Regions from separate parts of the Oryctolagus cuniculus genome. Here region 2 is linked to region 1. The links are chromatin contacts, called in public Micro-C maps. All regions are on one chromosome and are shown on one strand. Each heading gives the region's core, a stretch centred on a gene start, on an enhancer-like site or on the middle of the called end of the contact. The rest is flanking DNA. Distances are from core to core; before and after follow the strand shown.

Region 1 (6,096 bases), core at 540-3,039:
CTGGCAGCCGCCTGGCAGGCCCAGGAAGCTTCCCCAGCTGCGCGCACAGTCATGAAGTCGTGTGAATTCTGTGTGGGCAGGAGCTCCGACGACTAAGCTCCTAGTGCCCTCTTGCCCCCCTTCGAACGCCAGCAGCAGGGCAGGACATGCCTGCACACCTCCCCGCCCACTCACGTGACTCAGTGGAGGCGCTGGAAAAAGCAGAGTCCACTGCTGATGTTGCAGACATCTTACAGCTGCCAACACGTCACACTCTCATCCATCAGTCAGCAAAAATGTACGCACACACACACGCACACACACACACACACGCTACCTGTTTGCATGAAACGCACACATGCAAGCGACCTGTTTGCAGGATGAAACGCTGCTGTTGGGGCTTCTCACTTGGGTTTGTAAAGTACCACAAATCCCACATCCATGAGACACATTCTTACTACCAGTAAGTTCTCTGTAGTCAAATTAACCCACGGCCTTGCAGCTGAAGGCACTCAACGATACAATGATCCAAAGTGCAAGTGCGCTTTCTACCGCAGGAGACAGAACAAAGGCCGGCCTGTTCCGCTACCCAGGCAGCCGCCGGGCGGGCGGGGGAAGAGGCAGCCGCTCCTCCCAACGCTGACTCCAGCCACTGGGCCCGGGTCCTCCCAACGCTGACTCCAGCCACTGGGCCCGGGGTCAGGCAGCCCGCTCTCCGTGTTTCACCCCCGACCCCAGCACCAAAGTCAGATGGACCCACTGTCCTCTTCCCTGGTGGAGCTGACAGCAAAATGCTGGGCTGCAAAGAAGCAAATCTTAGCCCACGCCTCCCTCTTTAAAGCTCCCGGGTTCTCTCAGCGCTGGGAATCCCAATGCTGTTCCTCATCAGCTCAAGGTATACAGTAGATAACGAATCACGGCTTCAGTCTATGTAAAAGCCACCAGAACGCGGGTGGGGCTTCCCACCTGTCTTCCTAGAAATCCACCCCAAACATACTGTGAACCGATCTGTCCTCTCCCCTCCTCCCACACAGGCCCCAGGCAGGTCCCGTGCACCAGGACGGCTCTCCAGAAACCAACCTGGGCAGCGAGCGCAGGCTGGGGGCCCTGGCTGCGAGGCCCAGGGACTCCAGGACGACAGCGCAGGCGGACCGAGTGCCGTCGCCCATTTCACAGATACAGAGACTGAGGCCGATGCAATGCGAGACCTGCCCGCATCAGCAAGCCGGCCAGGGATCCGGGTCTCCCCTCAGGGGCTCCAGCCTCCGGGCCTACACGCTGGTGCAGGGGGCACTCCTGGGTGCAGGGAGCCTGGAGTTGTCGGCAGGCCCGCCCTGCAGGCTCCCCGCAACCCCACCTCGCCTCGGGGCGCCCCGCTCCAGACCCCGCCCCCAGGAGTCGCGCAGGCCTGAACCCGGGGCTGTCCAGGTCATCGCGACGACCCGGGGGACCGAGACGGAGGTAGGGGTCCCTGCCGAGGGGCCGCCTCGCCCCAGGGACTTCCGGGGCGGCCCCCTGCCCCAGGAACAGCGCGGCCTCCACAGTTCCGGCCTGCCGAGGCCGACAGCAGGCCGGCCGCACAGGAACGAGGCGCGAGCCCGTCGCCTGGCCGGGGCCCTCGCAGCCCGGCCCGCTCCCCGACTCGGGCCGCCCACCGGGACAAAGAGGCAGCGGGAAGGCTCCGCGAAGAAGGTCCGCTTACCGGCGGCAGGCGCGGCGCGGCTTCCGTACCACGTGTCCCCGGCCACGCCCCTGGGCCCGCCCCGCCCACCGACGCCCCGCCTCGCCTGGAGGGCCGACGTCACCCTCCCGTCCACCAATCCCCGGTTTCGCCGTGAGGACCGACGTCGCCCCGCCCCTCCGCGTCGAGAGGCACAGGGAGGGACGTGCGTGCGTGCGTGCGTGCGTGAGGAGGCGTGTGGCCGCGGGTGTACCCGTCCGGCGAGGTCCGGCGAGGTCCGGCGAGGTCCGGCGAGGTCCGGCGAGGTCCGGCGAGGTCCGGCGAGGTCCGGCGAGGTCCGGCGAGGTCCGGCTCGTGGCGTGGGGTGTGCGATCCTGGGCCCACCCTGGGGGCGGTCGCTGTCGCTCCGCGGCCCGCTGACGTGGCGCTGCCCCGCGTGATGACTTGTTTTTTAATACAAGTTTGCTGGTTCCAAGCCGGTGCGATCCCAGGCCTGAGGGTCAAGGTGGCGCCGGGGAGCTGCCCAGCCCCCTCCAGGGCCTGGGTCCGAGGCCGTCGGATTCCCCGGGGGGCTCAGGGTTTCTCGCTGGTGCTTGTGAGCCCAGCCCGGAGGAGGTGGGCGTTGCGGAGTGACCTCGCTCTGCTCGTCTCTGCCTCTCCAAGCGGTCGTTCTTTGCATTTGAGTGTATTACACATTCGGGTAAAGAACTCTTAGATGTTAGGAGGCAAAGTTTATTGGCGATACAACCTTCCATGCTATCAACTGGGCTTTGAACAAAGTGGTTCAGGTATCCATATGTGAAAGGCTTGCTGGAGTGAGACAGGGTTCGGTGAGAACCACAGCAGAAGGAAGTGATGTAGCGTAGAATCCATAGCCCGCTACAGTTTATCAAAATGCGATGGGTACGTGGTGGGGATGAAACGAGCAAGGGTTGTGTTGACAAGAGCCGGGAGGAGGCTTGGGCCCAAGTGAGACGAATGCGTTAACAATATTTCATCGTGGTTTGCAAGAATTAGTGAAGAGGCTTCTCCTGTGAATCTGAGTAAATATTAAGAAAATAATAAATTCACCCTTAAGGTAGAACCCTTTTACTTGAAAAATGTTGGTGGAAGGTAGAACATTCTAGAGCCTGGTTCTGGAAATGCAAAATGTGCCCTGTGTCCTTGACTGGGGCGGGGGGTGTCATCCAAGAATACAGTGTGGCACTTGGGGTTGTCCCTTTGTAACAGGCTAGGCCTTGAAAGGGCTGCTCACCATACACAGCTTAGAACAGCGCCTGGCCCAGAGAAGGTGCAGTTACCTGCTGGTCACAGTGGGCAGGATTCGTAAGCAGAGAGGCCTGGTGGGAACACAGGCCGGCTCCCCGCTCTGCCGCGCCCAGGCCTGGCCGCTCTAGGGCAGGGCTCCTGTGGATCTGGCCGTTGGGAATCCATGTCCTGGTGGCTCTCTGGGCGCCCTTTAGAAAGTCGTTTTTCAAGCTGAAGACCCCGGCCTCAGCAGTGCCTTGGTTAAGTAAGTGAGCTAGCATTCGAGCCCCAGTGTGTGCAGCCCTGAACCTCCAGCAGGTGGCCCTGCACACCCACCTCTCCTCTGCGGACACGCCTTCAGCATCGGGAGCTGGGTGTCTCTGCTTCTCTGCGGGAGCTGCGGAGCACGGGCGTTGAGAAGAACAGGTAAATGCATAGGTGAGCAGGGGCTGGGAACCCGGGAAACAGGTAAATGCATAGGTGAGCAGGGGCTGGGAACCCGGGAAACGCAGTGGCCTGGCCTCCGGACTCCTTCAGACGTTAACGTTGCTGAGGGTGAAGACCTGAGCCAGTGAGATGAGAGTGATTAGATTGGATCAGTTGGTTTGTGATGAAATCCTGATGGCTTTGCGATGAGACACACGGACAGACACAGCACAGACAGACACAGCACAGTTACAGACACGGACACAGACAGACACAGACACGGGCACATTCCCGTGATGCTTGGCACCAGTAAGAACACCATTACCGGAGGCCACACCAATTGAGTCTGGCCCAGTCTTGGACTATGAACCTCCAGAACCATAAGCCAAAATAAACCTGCTCTCCTCGTAAAGTCCATCGGCTCAGGTATTTCATTGTGGTAACAAAAAGCTGACTAAAATGAGAAAAAAATGCTGTGACCTTATTCTGAGAACTTGAGGACTGTAGAAGTTACTGTTGATTGTACATCTGCCCACAGGATGTTAGATCGTGTTTCCAGTTGCTGCAGCTTGAGACAGAGCCTGCAGGATCAGTGAATTCCATTAAACCACGCTTCACACACACACAGTGGGAGCACCCAGCACTCTTAAGGGCAGAGGGCCCTGGCACAGAGGCCGCTCGGGAGAGCACACTGTGTCTCAGAGCCCAGGTACGGGGGAGAATGTGGTAACTTCTGCAGGGAATCAGCGCCCAGCAGGGTGGCATGAGGAAGGAGGCCGAGCAGGAGGGGCCGTGGAGGAGCTGGAGCCGCAGGTCCATTCTGTGCCAGTCCACAGTAGTCGGTTGGGTATCCCCGGCCCTGGGTTCATCCCTGGTGCGTTGGCTGATCTGAGTCTGCAGCCCCACATGCCTGTGTTTTGTGACCTGCAGGACCTCACTGGCACCAGTATGTCCAAAGCCACACTCACGGCTTTGCTCACTCCTGTTGCTCCCATGGTGGACAGAATCCTGATTTCTGCACCCGCCCTTGAGCGTGTGAGTGGTGAGGGGCCGACCTACTCAGGGGAGTTCTTTGGAAGGGTCTAGAGGTCAGACGTGGGGGACATCAGAGAGGCATGCGGCCGCAGCGGCTGTTCTGCCGTATTGTGGAGAGGCCACGTGGCAGGCGCAGGCTCATGGCATCTGCAGGCCGAGGGCCTCCATCACGTGAGTCATGCCAAGCACGTGGATAGGCTTGGAAGCAGGTCCTCCCGAGCCAAGCCTGCAGATGAGGACACACCCTGCTGCAGGTCCCTCAGATACCTGTGAGGCCCTGAGCGGACGCGTGGCCAACGCTGCAGAGAGCAGGAGGTGGAGCGACTGTTGCTTTCAGCTGCCGGCGGTTTGTTCTGTAACAACAGAATGCTGGTATGAGCCTGGCGGGGGTCACTGCTGGGGTGGTCTCCCCCAGCCCTTTGTTCTCACAGCCATGCTGAGGCTTGGGCCTCTGTCTGCCCATGGACTGTGGCTCCTCCACGATGGTGGTGCTCCGGGGTGAAGTGCAGGCTCCTGGCCCTTCGGTGGGGTCCCTGCTCCAGACCCACCTCCACCCTCACCCTCACCCTCACACGGAGCTGGGGAGACTTCCGGGAGCGGGAAAAGAAGTGCTTTCCTAGCGGAGTTCGCTTATCCTGTATGCGAGGCTGCGTTTTGTGTCCAAATGGTAGTTTGAATATCAGGAATTACTGAGTGCCAAGAGAATCGTCAGTCAACGTTAGTTTACTTCGCATTTCAAATAGCCTTTCTCCTGAAGATACACCCATGGGGCCAAACTTACTAAGATTCTAGGGATAAACCTGTCTCGCCTTGAATACACTGGGTCAAGGATTTTTCAAATGTCGACTTCCGAAGCTTGAATTCTCTGCCCTGTAATCTTCAGCATGGCTCTCAGGCCAAGAGTCATGGCACTGAGATGATCAGGAAAGTAGATACTCACCCGGAAGCCTAACGTGAGTGCACACACACTCTAAGGCCATGTGTGCTTTTTGTTTGCTTTGGTGTCTCTGGTTGTCTGACAGATCTGGTCTCTGAGCTACGATTCATGAACTGATTCACTGGGCTGCTGCATCGCTCGTGTCCTGTGTGGCAGTTATGCCCTTGAAGTGTTGTGGGCACACAGATCAAAAACACAGGAGTCCTAGCAGCTGGTGACTGCCCTCTCACAGAGCAAGGTCAGAGAAGACAGCCCAAGGTGCAGTGATGGGGGTATTTAAAAAAAATTTTTTTTTTGACAGGTAGAGTTAGACAGTGAGAGAGAGAGAGAGACAGAGAGAAAGGTCTTCCTTCCGTTGGTTCACTCCCCAAATGGCTGCCACGGCCAGTGCACTGCGCTGATCTGAAGCCAGTGCTTCCTCCTGATCTCCCACACGGGTGCAGGGGCCCAAGCACCTGGGACATCCTCCATTGCCTTCCCAGGCCACAGCAGAGAGCTGGGCTGGAAGAGGAGCAACCAGGACTAGAACCCAGCACCCATATGGGATGCCGACGCCGAAGGCAGAGGACCAACCAAGTGAGCCATGGTGCCAGCCCCAGTGACGGGGTATTTTTAAAGGCAAAACCTCTTTTGATCAGTCATTTAATCACGGGTGTGGGCTTGTGCAAGCAGAAAGCAGGCATACAGAAGTGAGAAGTGGTTAGTCAATCAGCCAGTTTTTTTTTTTTTTTAACTTTTTTTTTCTTTGAAAAATGTAGCTACTCAATTGTTCCCTGTCGGGGTCAGGCAT
Region 2 (5,567 bases), core at 823-3,322, 180 kb after region 1:
GCCGGTTCTGTTCCGCTCACTCCTCTTCCAGTCCAGCTGTCTGCTGTGGCGCAGGAAGGCAGTGGAGGATGGCCCAAGTCCTTGGGCCCTGCACCCGCATGGGAGACCAGGAGAAGCACCTGGCTCCTGGCTTCGGATTGGCGCAGCGCTGGCCATAGTGGCCATTGGGGGGACGAACCAACGGAAGGAAGACCTTCTAAAAAATGGACAAAAGATTTGAAGAGACATTTCTTTGAAGATCACATACAAATGTTAGAATATGTAACATAAACAACAGTGATGGGACCAAACGTTGGGGAGGGCAGGAAGCTGCGTCTCTCACACACCGCTGACAAGAACATAGCATGATACACTCTGGAAGGTGTTTGGCAATTCAGGATACTCTTACTAAGTGTCCCAGTGGTCACTCCTGGGCATTTATCCTAGAGAAATAAAACCTGTTTACATAAAAACCTGCGTATGATTGTTCACAGGTGCTTTGCTGTAATAGCCTGAAACTGGAAACAACGAAAATATCCTTCAGACGGTGATTGGTTAAACAAACTGTGATCCTCTGGCACCTACCTACCATGTAGCAACACTGACTAATGAGAAGGAACTATGAGTACACTTACAATGATGGATCCCAAAGGCATAGTACGCCAAGTGAAAAAGCCATCCTCAAATGGCCGTATGCCGTATGATTCCATTCGTATAACATTCTTGAAACGGTAAAGTTATGTACATGGAACACAGATGCCTGGTTGTCTGGGTCAGGGATGGTTTGCAAAGGAAGTGGGTGTGGCTGTAAGTGGGTAGCACCTGGGAGCCCTTGTGGTGCCACAACTGTTCCGACGTAGTGGTAGTGGAGGTAACACAAATCTACGCAAGTCCTAAGTCAGGACAGAACTGTACAGAATGTCAACTTCCTGGTTTTGATCCTGTGCTATAAATTAAGGTGTAACCATTGCAGGATGGGTGTGGGGTGCATGGCACCTCTCTATTACTTTCGCAGCTTCTTGTGAACCTGTGATTCTCTGAGAAGTAAAGGTTAAAGAAAGCACAGGACTTCCAGGCCATCATCTCAGCGTTTTCGTTTGCATTGGTTGGAGTGAAATAAAGCAGCTGTGTATTATGCGTGACTCAAGCCGAGTATCACAGTGCAAACAGTTTACCTTCTTAGCACTACTCAGTCCTTAGAAACATCTCTTAATACCAAAGTGTCACACTTGGGAATGTTTTCCTGGCGAGCACAAGGGGACGCACATGTATTTTTGGAATGCTTTTCTTCCTCCTGGGCTAGGGCTGCCTGCAGGCCCTGCCGACGCTCGGGCAGGAGGGACTCCGTGGTCACCCCGGGGCCAGGCCTTTTGCAGCCCACCACCACTGCGGGAGGGGCCCGCGTGCCCTGTCGAAGGAGCGCTTCTTCCCGCTTCCTCAGGACGCGGGAGCGGACGGCCGGGAGGCGCACACGCTTCCTCAGAGCGGCAGACTCATGCCCTACTTCGTACGGGAAGAATTCAAGTCCCCGGGCGGAGGTCAGGGACGCGACCCCGCGGTCCGCAGCGGGCATTTGGGACGTGTGCTCCGCGGGAAGCCGAGGGGAGGCTCCCGTCCCATCCAGCGTCTCCGCAACGTCTGCGGATGCGGAGGACGACCACTGACGGCCGCCCCTCACCAAACGCCGGCCACTGCGAGCCGAGGTCGCTACCCTCCCCGGGGAGAACCCTGTCCCCCACCGCGCATCTTTCGCCGCCGTCTGCGCAGTCTCAGCGAAGCCCCGCCCGCCCTCCGCGCCCCCCGCGCCCCCCCGCCGCCGGGTGACTGTGAAGGGCAGCTCCCGCAGCCAATCAGAACCTGCGCGTTGGGCGCGGGGCACGCTCGGGCTGGAGCAGAGGGTCGGCCGAGGGCGGAGCCCCTTGAGCGATAAGCTTCCTGGCCAATCCTCGGGGGCCTCGCGGCGCCCGCCCCTCCTCCGCCGCGCCACCGCCCTGTGTCGGGCGCCGGGCCGGGTGCGCGGGGAATGTCCCGGGCGGAGCTGGTTGAGACGCTTGCCCCGCTCCACCCGGTACGGCTGTGAGTGCAGGGCCTGGTCCGCCTCGTGCAGAGATGGCTGCGCAGTCAGACAAAGACGTGAAGTACTACACCCTAGAAGAGATTAAGAAGCACAACCACAGCAAAAGCACCTGGCTGATCCTGCACCACAAGGTGTACGATCTGACCAAATTTCTGGAGGAGGTAAGTTGGGGGGCCGGGGGCCGCGTGGCCGGGCTTGGGGGGCTCCCTGTGTCGGCGCCGCACGCCCCGCGGGAGCTGCACCCCTGGTCTGCACAGCTGAGCGCGCTCACCTTGGACGCACCGCTGTCCCGGCTCTGCACCCCTGGGCGGGCGTCTCGGGGAGCCCTGCCCACGGCCGCGCACCTGGGGACGCGCCGAGGACCCTCGCCTGCGTTCCTGCCGCGGGAGCCCCTGTAGCCCCCCGCCCCCCAGTCCTGCCTTGCTGCCAGGTGCTGAGCTGCCCTGCTGTGAGTAGGGTGAGAAGATCCGCTCTGTGCTCGAGTTGGGCTGCGCGGGGTCTCCGCTTTGGTGGGCTTCTCCCTCCCGCGAGCCGCTGGGGACAGCGCGCCGGGGTCCGGGCCGCGCTCCCTGCGCGAGCCGCGCCCGGTGCAGCTTGGCGGCGAGCACGGGCCTGCGGCTTGCTGAAGCCCAGGAAGAGGCCAGGGACCGGGAGTCAAAGTTCGGCGGGTGGGACCCGGGCCTCGTAAAGCAACTTGGCATGCCTGCAAGGGAGAACACTCCCTGTGGTCAGACGTGTTGTTTTTTATGAGATTATCCTTGTCACTGCCCACTCCGAGCGGTGCTTGTCCCTGACCATCTCTGGGACCGCATCACTCTGGGGGAGTTCGAGTCATGAATCTACAGGAAGAATGAGGGACCCCCGGCGCGGGCGCTCCCTTTCCCTGGCTGGCTCTCCAGGTGCCAGGTGCAGCCAGGTCTCCCACGTGGGTGCCAGGAGCCCAGTGACATCGCTGCTGCCTCCCAGGGTCTGTGCCTGTGGGCAGCTGGTGTCGGATGACTGGGTTCGGGACCAGGCCCTCCATGTGGGATGCTCACCGCCCAGCGGTAAATCTTAGGCAGCACTGACCCCCCCCCCCCCCCCCCCCCCGCTGCTTTTACTTCTCCCCAGCTTCCTCCTTTTCCCTTCCTTTGATGGGACCAGCAGTGTTGATTGCAGACCGACCTTGGGCGCAGAAGTGGGCCGTTCTCCTGACTCTCTCCCCTCGCCTTCCTGTCTTTCCCCTTTTGATCAGTAGACTCCAGCAGTCGCAGGGAGTCTTTGCGCGATAAGGAAAGCCCGTGTGTCTTCCCTGCATGACCTCGGCGTGGAAGGTTTTGTTCTTTGTGGCTCTGCAGAGCGTCGAGTTGTTGAGGGCTAGCAGCCTCCTCTGCTCTGAATCCGCCCCTCGCCCCGCGGCCCGGCGTCTCCCCTTCCTTCGAGTACCACGGCCGTCCCTGCACGCCCGCGTCCCTGTGGAGAGATCAGCCAAGGTCCTGCCTGCCACCTGCACTCTGTGCTCAGAGTTCATGTTTGTACAACGGGAGAGTGATGACAGTGCTCACTTCACAGTGCTCCCGGGAGAATCAAACCAAACAACCGCTAGTCAGTCACCCGCCAGGAGGGCTTTGATTCATTTCTAACCCGCTCCCGTGGTAGGGAGGGGTCTGGGCTGGGCGACATGTGCAGCTCGGCGTTTCGGGCGAGTTTCTGGGTAAAGGTGTAAGTGTGGCAGGTGATGTTGAAACAGGAGAGAAGGACACAGGTTGGAGTTCAGCTGTTGTGCAATGTGAGCTCTGCCCTCCTAAACTAAAGCTGTTTTGTTCAGGAGGAAGGGTAGGAACCTGAGAAGGAAGCTGGGCTTGTTATTAATGACGGGAGAAAGAGCAGCAGGTGTTGGGTTCCTGCCTAATACTTGCTTGGAGGCAAGATTATAAGCCTTATTGCCTGCATTTTTTTTTAGATTTATTTTATTTATTTGAAAGTCAGAGTTACACAGAGAGGAGAGGCAGAGAGGGGGGGGGGTCTTCCATTTGTTGGTTCACTCCCCAGATGGCCACAACGGCCGGAGCTGCACCAATCAGGAGCTAGGAGCTTCTTCCAGGTCTCCCACGTGGGTGCAGGGGCCCAAGGACCTGGGCCATCTTCTACTGCTTTCCCAGGCCACAGCAGAGAGCTGGATCAGAAGAGGAGCGGCCGGGACTAGAACCGGCGCCCATATGGGATGCTGGAGCTTCAGGCCAGGGCTTTAACCTGCTGTGCCACAGTGCCAGCCCCCGCCTACATATATTTTTAAAGGATTTATGTATTTATTTTACAGGCAGAAAGGGAGAGAGGCAGGAAGGGAGGGAGAGCCAGGGAGAGAGACAGATACCTTCCATCCACTGGTTCACTCACCAAATGACTACCACAGCTGGGGCTGGTCCCGCTGGAACCAGGAGTCTGGGACTCCATCTGGGTCTCTTTCATGAGGGTAGCAGTGGCCAAGTCACTTGGGTCTGTCTTTGCTGCTTTCTCAGGTGCGATAACAGAGATCTGGATCAGAAGTGGAGCAGCCAGGACTCAAATCAACACTCCCATTTGGGATGTTGGTGTCACAAGCAGTAGCTTAAGCCACTGTGCCACAGTGCCAGCCCCACCGTATATTCTGAGCTATACGTTTTGTCAGTCCTGAGTTCTAGTTTTTGAGTTTATATGTGTGAAATTGAATCTTGTCATGTGTGATTTTATTATGACCAGGCTTCGTGGCGCTGGATTCTGTCCCGGTTGCTCCTCTTCCAGTCCAGCTCTCTGCTGTGGCCCGGGAAGGCAGTGGAGGATGGCCCAAGAGCTTGGGCCCTGTGCCCGCATCGGAGACCAGGAGGAGACGCCTGGCTCCTGGCTTTGGATCGGCACAGCGCACCGGCTGTAGCGGTCATCTGAGTGGTGAACCAATGGAAGGAAAGGAAGACCTTTCTCTCTGTCTCTCTCTCACTGTCTAACTCTGCCTGTCAAAAAAAAAAAAAAAAAATTTTACTTATTTGAAAGGCAGAAGAACAGAGTTGAGCCAGGCCAGAGCCAGGACCCCAGAACTCCATCTGGGTCTCCCACATGGGTAGCAGAGCAGGCACCCAGGCACTTGAGCCATGACTGCTGCCTCCAGGGTCTGAGTCTGCGGGAAGCTGGATCTGATGCAGAGCAGCGGGGATGTGGCGTCCCAAGTGGCGGCTTAGCCCGCTGCACCGTCTCCCACACCCCCGATGGTTAAAGAACTCTGAGAGGAAGTCATCTGAAATGAAAATGTGGGCATTTAGGGTTGGGGGGAAAGCTGGTTTGCATTTTTGCCTCTGATTTGGGCAGCAGCATTTATTCCACTTCTAAACGAGCCGTGAAAGGGACCAAAGTATCACATGATTCATCCCTTTGAGTCAGTGGGTGTTTGATTTGTGAAATATCTTCCTGAGAATTTTTTTAAAAAAGATATATTTATTTGAAAGAGTTACACAGAGAGGGAGAGACAGAGAGAGATCTCCTTCCCGCTGGTTTACTCCCA

The links. Hi-C and Micro-C count contacts between places; a contact is called where the count stands out from the background.
Region 2: a contact with region 1 is called in a Micro-C map of ear pinna, with 4 times the contacts expected there. The contact joins the promoter of CYB5A here to the promoter of CNDP2 in region 1. A contact is called at or near these places in 2 of 6 Hi-C or Micro-C datasets (ear pinna and an unstated tissue).

Annotation. Positions count from the first base shown.
Region 1 is chr10:4,283,612-4,289,707 of mOryCun1.1, forward strand. It overlaps CNDP2 (carnosine dipeptidase 2), which reads right to left and starts at 1,790. Exons shown (of 12, transcript XM_008261467.4): 1 at 1,682-1,790.
Region 2 is chr10:4,463,552-4,469,118 of mOryCun1.1, forward strand. It overlaps CYB5A (cytochrome b5 type A), which reads left to right and starts at 2,073. Exons shown (of 6, transcript NM_001171263.1): 1 at 2,073-2,217. The coding sequence starts at 2,089.